2 separate regions of the Mus musculus genome follow, and region 2 is linked to region 1. The links are chromatin contacts, called in public Hi-C maps. All regions are on one chromosome and are shown on one strand. Each heading gives the region's core, a stretch centred on a gene start, on an enhancer-like site or on the middle of the called end of the contact. The rest is flanking DNA. Distances are from core to core; before and after follow the strand shown.

Region 1 (4,691 bases), core at 1,468-3,967:
AGCCTCTCAGAAGACAGTCATGCTAGGTCCCTGTTTTCAAGTCATAGAGCATCCTTAATAGTGTTCTCTCCCATGGGGTGGGGCTCAAGTTAGGTCAGTTATTGATTGGCAGTTTGCTCAATCTCTCCTTCATCTTTACTCCTGTGCAACTTGTAGGCAGGCTTTGAGGGTATGTTGTTGTCCCCCTTCCTCCACTGGAAGTCCCACCTAGCTACAGGAGGTGGCCACTTCAGTAGTCTCTATACCCCCAACTACTTGGAGTCTTAGCTAGAGTTACTCCCATAGACTCCTAGAAGCCTCCCCCATCCCAGGTCTCCAGCTAGGCCCAGAGAATCCCCCCAGCAATTTCTGTTCTCTCTCCTAGCCCTCTCCTGTCCTCTCTCTTCGTATACTTCATCCCCTTCCTTATTCCCTCTCCCTCTCCCACCAGGTCCTTCTATCCACCCACCTCCCTTGGGCCCTTCTTATTACTTAGTTTCTTTGGGTCTGTGTATTGTAGCATGATTATTCTGTACTTTATGGCTAATATCCCCTTATAAGTGAGTACATACCATACATGTCTTTCTGGGTCTGGGTTACCCTACTCAGCATGATATCGTCTAGTTCCATCCATCTGTCTGCAAAATTCATAATGTTTTTGTTTTTCATAGCTGAATAGTATGCCATTGTGTAAATGAACCACATTTTCTTTATCCATTCTTCAGTTGAGGGACATCTAGGTTGTTCCTAGTTTCTGGCTATTATGAACAAAGCTGCTATGAACATAGTAGAGCAAGTGTCTTTGTGGGATGTTGAAGCATCTTTTAGGTATATGCCCAGGAGTGATATATCTGGGTCTTAGGTAGAACTAGCCCTAAATTGATTTCTAAAGTGGTTGTACAAGTTTACACTCCTATCAACATGTTGATAAGTTTTATAGAAAATCCCATGGCATTCACAGAAATGTTCATATATGGCTGAGAGAATGAAAAGGGTTGATAGATATAAGATAAATATACAAAAATTCAGTTACAATCTCTGTGCTAGCAATGGGAATTCACAATGGAACACACAAAGGCACTTACAGTAATAGAGCAAACAGACTATGTGACAAATAGAACCCAGGCCACTGTTTAGAAGAGTCAGTGTGGGCAAGGTTCCAAGTTTCTCTGCAGAGCCAGAGCCACATCAACCAAAATCTTGGCAGGCTTTTGGTTCTGGATTTTTTTTTAAGAAGTTGAAAACTGGATCCTAAAATTCAGTTGGAAATGTAAAGCATCTAGATTGCTAAAAATGAACTTTCAGTAGGGAGAGTCACGGTGCACGGCTTCACAACTTACTGTTGGTCAGAGGCGAGGCAGTGTGCTGACTGAACATAAGCAAATAGATTGCAGAACGAGAGGCACCAGCCAGCAGGGATCTACATGTGTGGTCTATTGATTTCAGCAAAGACAGAAGGATAAGTCAGTGGAGGGGAAAATTGGATCTTTCAGCAAAAAGCACCAGAATAATTTGATTTCTTCATAATTTTATCCTTCTGTATGTTATACTGCAGGAAACTGAATTCAAAATAGATCATAGATATCACAGAAAATAAAAAGAGAGTCTAAGATTCCATTAGAAATCAGAGAGACTGGAACTGAAATTAGATAAAGATATTTAAAGTTTGAGAGCAAAGCACAATCCTTACCCTAGATGAGGTACGCGTGCTTATCAGAAGCCAATTATTGTTGAACTGCGGAATGAAAACTACAGGCTGGGAACCAGGAAGAAGGATTTGGAAAGCATATACCTACACAAAAAGGCTTCTACTTCAATTATGAAAGGATTCTCCGATTAAAGGCTACGAAAATAGGCACAAGTTTAAGATGCTCTGAGGGGCCTCTCCACATCCACGAGATAGTGGTGCCAGAAAGGCAGGCCACATCATGGATGTAGGGCTGAGTTCCAGCCTGCCTGAGTTATCAGGACCCTGCCTCCATAGAAAGAACACACCCTCCTGGCATCCAGGCCTCGAGGAGCACAAAACTGTAAAGATGCTAGAGAGGGCCTTTCCCTCCACCCCAGGTCTCTGTGGGGTCCTTGTCTTGGTAAAGAGGGATGTTTGGTTCCATTGTAAAAACTCCATTCTTTGCTTTCTGATCAATTTCTTGCTCTGTGCTCCAGGACACTGCACTCCAAGATGAGCGTGAAAACAGCCCAAAGAGGGTGTAAGGAGCCCTGAGCAGTTGATTTTCAGAGTACAGGGGTGAAAGGGCACTGCTCCAAGAGCCACAGAGAGGCCAGGGCTCATGTAAGTGGCTTCTCACTGCCAACAGAGGAGGACTAAGAAAGATTCACCGCTCACCTGAAGAGCAGTCCGGAGAGAAAACAGACATGCTTGGGACCGCCTGCAGAAGTCATAGGTAAGTTTGCTTAAATCATTTCTTTGATTATCTTTGTCTAAAAATCTTCTCTGGGAAGTACTCCAAGCAACATTTGCAGGGATCCACGGCTGGCCAGACCTCAGACTATGCAGTTGGACACGTTAATTAATCATTAGAACAAGAAAGAAAGTTTTGATTTTTTTTTTTTTTTTTTTTTTGCTTGTGTTTCATAAACGAGGAATCTGAGGGTCAGAAAACCGAAACGACTTGTCTGGGATTCAAGAGCAAGTGGAGGGTTAAATCCCCAGTCTGCTGAGGGCCAGGATGCTCACCACACCCCTCTGTAGCTAGACTTCCTGAGGCCTGGTGCAAAGAGAGCTGGAACATAGACTTGCCAGTTTGGAAGTGAGGGTAGCGCACTCTGTTTGCTTTAGCAGTAAGGAAAATGCTGAGAGGCCTTGAAGACTGTGCTGGAAGAAGGGGTAGAGGCCTGTGGCACCAGCCCCAGAGCTTCCTCAGGCCTGGCAGGCACCAGAGGAGTTCAACTGGGCTCATAAAAATCTAACTTTGTTCCATGTGTAAACTTCACCAGTATTACAAGTCACTTTCAAAATCCTTCCTGTGTCCAGACTTGATAGTCTTTTATGTATGACCCTCTGCTTTCGCATCTACCCATCGAGAGGGTTAACTCATGTTTCTTCACCTTAATTTTACTTCTCCTCTTAGGCAAGGTATGTCTATTCTCAACAGCTAGATTTTTCAAAGAAATTTGTTTATGGTCAGACGTATTTTTGGCCAAGTGTTATATTAATATTATAATCTCATAAGGAGTAAGGTTTTTTTTTCTTAAAAGCTATTTTAAAGATTTACAGACTCTCAGAAATAAAAGTCAACATTCTTTCTCATATAAAGAATCCAGTCAATATGAAATGTACATATGTAACATATTTAACATATGTAACATATGTAAACAAATTTGTATGTGGTTCTGTGTTTCTTCCCTTTGGTTTTAGGCAATGCCTGTGGAAAGGTCTGTAACTTGAAGGAAAGAGAATAAAAGGGCTAAATATGGGATAAGAAAGACACCTCATTACCTGAATGTAAGTCAGGGACAGGAGGTCTAAAATAGTATATAAAGCTAATTGTTTTTCTGTGGAGTCTTTCGGGCTCCGTGGTATATAAACACACAGAATATATATACATACACATACACATACACATACACATACACATATACATATACATATCTGACAGTGAACGTGTAAACTTGAATGTGAAGGTCCACAGCCTCAAGGGGGCTATTCTAACTGTATAGAAGTTCATGAAAATGGGCAGACTTTGGGTATGGTTAATTTCAGCCTGTGGGTTTTTTTTTTATCTCCAAGTTTTGTTTTGTTTTGTTTTGTTTATAATAAAGTTAATGTAGAAAAATATTCCATAAATTCAGTTAGATACCTATCTAGACCAAATACAGATTTTTTTGAAAGGATAAGAAGACCACACATTGCATGATTCCTTTAGTATGAAATGTCTAGACTCTGCCAGCTCATAGAGTCTCCAGTAAATGGTGGCTGCCAAGGGTTGGATGGGGTGGAAGGGATGTGGCTGGCAAAATGGACAGACTGTTCGTAGGTATGGGTTTGTTTTAGAACAAAATGTTCTAAAATTATCCTGCAGTTGCATAACACAGACTGTACTAAAAACCACTGGCTTGTATGGTATATGAATTATATTGAAATAAAACTACCAAAATATTAATTTCCCCTAAAATATAATGGCAGCTGTAATTTTAGAATTTTTTATATATCCTGGAAATTCTTTAGTGAACTCTGGTAAGAAAGTCTATGTATCACAGCTCCATAGAAATGTGAATTTATATAATTTGTGTGAATCTTCTGAATTTGCTTTCAGTTTTTACCAAGTCTTTAAAAGTTATAAATCCTGGTTCCTCAAACTACCGAAAGCTGTGTGTGAGACGCTGCTCAAGCGCAGGCACCTGAGCCTGACTCCTCAGAGCCCACATCACATCTGCATGGGACAACACCGGGCTGGGTCAGAGATGAGTGGGGCCCTATAGCTTACTGACTAGCTAATCTAGTCAAATCATAAAACTCAGGTCAATGAAGAGACCCTGTCTCAAAGAACAAGGTGGAGAGCAATAGAGATGTAGATCTCTGGCCTGCACATTCACAACACACACACATACATACTCATAATATACTCATATACATATACATACTCACACATAATTATATATACACACATACATACATACACACACTCATATACATGTACATTTATATACATACACACACCCACAAACACACACAACATACACATAGTCAC
Region 2 (4,691 bases), core at 1,000-3,499, 73 kb before region 1:
TGTTTTCATTTCAGGGTTTGAAAGCCTAACTCCGACATATCAGTGCAGTAACTGGACCCAGGTGTTTATTTTTATTTCCTTGCGCTGTGCGCTAAGCTTCTTTACTTTGGAATTCAGGGAAGGGATTTCCCTTATTCCTATTTCTTGGCACCACAGGGTGTAGTAGGAGAAGTTGAACAGAGAAAAAAAATGCATCTTCATTGCCTTTGTTAATGATGATTAAAATAGTGGTTAATGTGTAATTTGATTATGAATATCATAAATGTTCATTATAAAATGTACATGTCAAGATAGATACTGAACTTAATATAAAGAATATCAAAACCAAAAAAAAAAAAAAAAAGAATTATATTCTGCAGCAATGGCTGCTTTTAGTAGGCCATGGGGAGCCTCCTCAGAGCAAGAAAACCAGGAGAGGCTGAGACCTCCGTTGTGTGCAAAACCCGGGTGACTCCCAGGAACCATGTGACCACTCCCCAAATGATGTTTCTCTAAGAAGATCAAACTGGCTCCATCCTATCTCTGGTGGCCTGAGCCCAGCCTTGAGTTAGGCACCAAGACTTAGGGGCAGAAGAGCAACCGCGCTCCACTGTTCACAGCCTGATTGTTGAACCAGTATCCAACAACTTTAGACGTTTCTTGGCAGGCCGAAGCACAAGAGGACTTCCCAGTGTGGAGGACAGTCTGACACTCACTGCCAGTTGCCTTGGAGGAAACAGAGACACTGGGCTCAGAGAAGGAATAACAAATGGGTCAGTGTGACAGACATCTGAGCCTAGGAGAATCTGGAAGTCAGGGAAATGATACCTCATTTGTTATTGTTTGAGAGAACAATGTATTTCCAATATTTATAAGATAAAGAGAAAAATCGGTTTATCCAGATGAATATCCAGATGAAATAACCTTTGAACCCTTGGTTCTGTTTGTTTGTTTGTGTGTGTGTGTGTGTGTGTGTGTGTGTGTGTGTGTGTGTTTTGTTTTTTGTTTTTGTTTTTTTTTTTCGAGACAGGGTTTCTCTGTGTAGTCCTGGCTGTCCTGGAACTCACTCTGTAGACCTGGAACTCCACCTGCCTCTGCCTCCCGTGAGCTGGGATTCTAACAGGGCATTTATGAGATCACACAGTCTATGCCTGGCTGTTTGGTTCAGGGAAGTCTCAGTGTTGAAAGATGAAAAATGTATATATAGCATTTATAGTTAGTTGGAATTATTTATACTTATCTCAGTACTCAAAACCTCTGTAGAGAGGTTTTGAAGCAGATTTAGAATTCATTGGAATTAGTGGAGTCCTTGAAATGTCCCTATAAGTGGCATAGCTAATTTTTTAATGTCACCTTGCTCAACACTGCTGGGCCTCAGAGTTTCTTCTGCTATTTCCTCTGTCAGTTGTTCCTGTGAATAAGAACCATGGGACATGGCTTGCGACTTACCTCTTGGACCCAGGGATGTGGAGCTCTGCCTGAAAGCTAGCCCACAGTAGACTCACAGAATGCCCAGTCTCCTAGCATTCACAATTCCTGGATTTGTGAATCCAGGAACAACTTCTGGGAAAATGTTATGCTCCAGGAACAACTTCTGGGAAAATGTTATGACTGTCAGTATTTTATTGAAAATTTTCTTGAAGTTATTTTTGCAGTGAAACAAATACAGCCTAGAAATAATTTTATGCTGATGAAATAAATTTTTTTAAAGAAAATCTTAATTTGTATTACATTTTCAGAATGCTGAAATGCTGTAAAGCAAAATAAAGGTCAACACACACACACACACACACACGAATCCTCATTTTTGATGATCCATTACAAACAAAAATCAAAAATTTCTCACAAATCTTTCAAAAGCAAAATTAATATCCATCTTTTTAAATGTGTTTTTAATAAATTCTCCAGGGCCCTGAAAGCTACAGAAGATTCAAACAAAGTTGCTCACACTATCATTGTTTTGTATGGGAGCCAGACGGAGGAGCTCAGAGAAAGGGTGGCGGATACTTATGTTTACACAGCAACCCCACAGAAAACGCGGGTTTAGAAAAATGCTGAGCACCAGCTCCACAGTGGAAATTCTCGCTCCATGCTCCTTTATTAGGGACAACAGGAAGGATCGTTTGAATTCCATGTTTCCCATTTCCTATAAAGTTCCTTTCGTTTGTTTGTTTCTAGAGGAATGTTCCTTTTTCACCGTGCTGAGTGGGAAGAGGAGAGTGGAGCAGGAGCAGGCTCTGCTGGGATTCCGGAGCAGGTCCACAGGCTGCTTTGCAGCTTTCCGGTCTCCCTTTCTTCCAGTCAGTAATTAGACACAGCCGTGGCTTTCTGCTCTGTTCCCTCTCTCCATCCGCCACACCATTGTTTCCTCCTGGCAACATTTTAATATCTGATGAATTTATTAAAAACCTTAAAGGAGGCTGTTTCTGCTCTTTGTAGATTCTTCCAGGTACCTGCTTTTTTGGCCTGTCTAAAGAAAAACATTTTCAGCACATAACACACAGAAGCACATAAGCCAATTGTAGTGAGTCTCTTGGAGCATCTTCCTTCCTGACCTACAGTCACATGATCATTCACAGACAAGTGCTTAAGGACATGTGTCCTGTGCCAGACAGTGTGGGGACAGAGTGGTCATCAGGTAATAATAAACTGACAGTATAAAATACAGATGCCTTTTTCATCCCTCTAGAAATTTTGGTTGTTTCTCCTTCATCATTCCTAATGAATGAAAAAGTTGTCCAGTCCTTTTTGGGGTGATTTTAGTGGAAAATCTAACATGGCTGTCATTGAAGAGTCAGGGCATGACAGTTTTCAGAGGGGTGGTAAGCATCAATGCTTCTTTTAGCTGCTCACACTACCCAGCTTCTGACATGTGATCTGGCCCTATTTAGCTAGACTCTGTTCTAGTTCTTGTCAGAGTTTTAGCAGTAGGATGAAGCAGCCAAGAACTCTCTCCCTTCCAATGTGATAAATACCAGAAACCAAATGGTTAATCTGTTGACCATGTAGGGCATGTCTATGAGGAGCAGAGACCACATGAACCTAAAACATATGAAACATTAGTACAAAACAAACTTTAGCCATCCAAATTTACTATATTTGGAGAGATTAGAGCTCTCACAAAGTAACCTTCGCTCCTGCTTCCAACATAGAGATAAGTTTAGTTTCTCGACACAAATGCAACCTTAGAATCCAGGGTCCAAGAAAGCGGGAGGGAGAAGAACTGAGGCTGGGAATTGAGAAGCAATCCGCCTGCTACAGAGTCACATGACACTCTGATAGAGCAGCACCCAAGACAAAGCACAGGGACATGGGACACTTGGGCCTGTCCTTGCAGCTGGAGAGGCAGAAAACAGGATGCTGCCAGAGTGTTCTCAGAAGACAGGATGCTGGTGGCTTGTTCGGGAGAGAGAATGCTTTGGATGTTGGTCTCATTTGACAAAGTCGCACAAACAAACAACAACATCAGAGCATTGAGAAAAGTAATCAGCCAGATGTCAAGGTCAAAAAGGGACCAGGGACAGAGCCCCAGGACCTGGAGATCTTTAAGAGTCAAACCATAAAAGTAGCCCAGTCTGCAGAACCTTTGGGAATCAGAACAAGTGAAATCCGTCTTGGCTCAGCCCATCAGCACTTGAGCCTCACGCACCATGAACACCTGCAGGAACAATTGCTCCATGGTTTTGTTGTAAGACTGAGGCTCTGAGGAAGAGAGCAATGGCATCAGTCAACCCAGAGGCTGACAAGGAAAAGAGGGGCTTCTCTGTGTCCTCCTCCTTGTGTGCACCTCTCAAGTCCTACAGTCAGCAACAGCAGATATAGGCATGGCTGTCGGAACTACTGTTGCGTGAGAGCCTCTACATGTTAACTGTTATGTATTTCTTTTCTATAAATAGATTTTTAATTGAAATAGAATTACATCATCACCTTCCTTCTCTTCTGTCTCTCCATCCTCCTCCACACCCTTCTTTTTAATCCCTCTGATGTTCCTCCCTTCAAATTAGCAGATTATTTTTCTTTATTATTGTTACATATTTATATGTGTATATATGTGTGCACAAATACATATATGTATACATACACACATATATGCATACAGGTATATATATATATATATATATATATATATATATATATATACACACACACACATACATACTTCTATATTTGTACATATGTGTATAATACATATAAGCATATATGTGTATATATGTATTTGTACATATATATATATACACATACATACACAACCTGCTGAATAAATTTTTGTTGTTTATTTATGTATGGTTTCAAGGTAACCGCCTTGTATTGAAAAACCCGTAAGGGGCTCACCCATGACAGAATCTAATACTCCTCCTTGCAATTATACACAATCAGTTGTAAGCACACCAAGAAACTACATCTTAAAGAAACAGTTTATGTGTAGCTTTTCTTTTTGAAAGATTTATTTGTTTATAATTATGTGCATCTGATGGGGATCTGTGCACATGAGGGCAGTTGCCTGTGGTGGCTGGAAGAGGAGAGCAGATCCCCTGGGAACTAAACAAAGATCTGCTAGGACAAGAGTAAGGAGCCATCTCTCCAAATCCCGAGTGTAGATTTTAAACACCACAAGCTTAGGTGCAAATGTAAGAATCTGATACAGAGTTCTCCAATTTTTCTAATTTATTTTTAGTTGGATACATGTTTAATAAAGCACAAATACCTGAATA

Evidence for each region. Hi-C and Micro-C count contacts between places; a contact is called where the count stands out from the background.
Region 2: a contact with region 1 is called in a Hi-C map of uterus. The contact joins two enhancer-like sites. A contact is called at or near these places in 1 of 15 datasets of contacts at CTCF or cohesin (the NIH/3T3 cell line), 9 of 484 Hi-C or Micro-C datasets (the C2C12 cell line, epidermal suprabasal cells, muscle stem cells and 3 more) and 5 of 115 datasets of contacts at active chromatin or transcription factors (the NIH/3T3 cell line, embryonic fibroblasts, fibro-adipogenic progenitors and 2 more).

The regions. Positions count from the first base shown.
Region 1 is chr17:14,549,842-14,554,532 of GRCm38.p6, reverse strand. No RefSeq gene overlaps it. Among named protein-coding and RNA genes, the nearest start is that of Gm34916, 30 kb to the right of the region's middle. Within about 2 kb of position 2,717, at least 13 of the 459 cell types and tissues checked have an H3K27ac peak or open chromatin away from gene starts, as enhancers often do. A contact at or near this core is called in uterus, where this site is marked.
Region 2 is chr17:14,622,194-14,626,884 of GRCm38.p6, reverse strand. No RefSeq gene overlaps it. Among named protein-coding and RNA genes, the nearest start is that of Thbs2, 70 kb to the left of the region's middle. Within about 2 kb of position 2,249, at least 18 of the 459 cell types and tissues checked have an H3K27ac peak or open chromatin away from gene starts, as enhancers often do. A contact at or near this core is called in uterus, where this site is marked.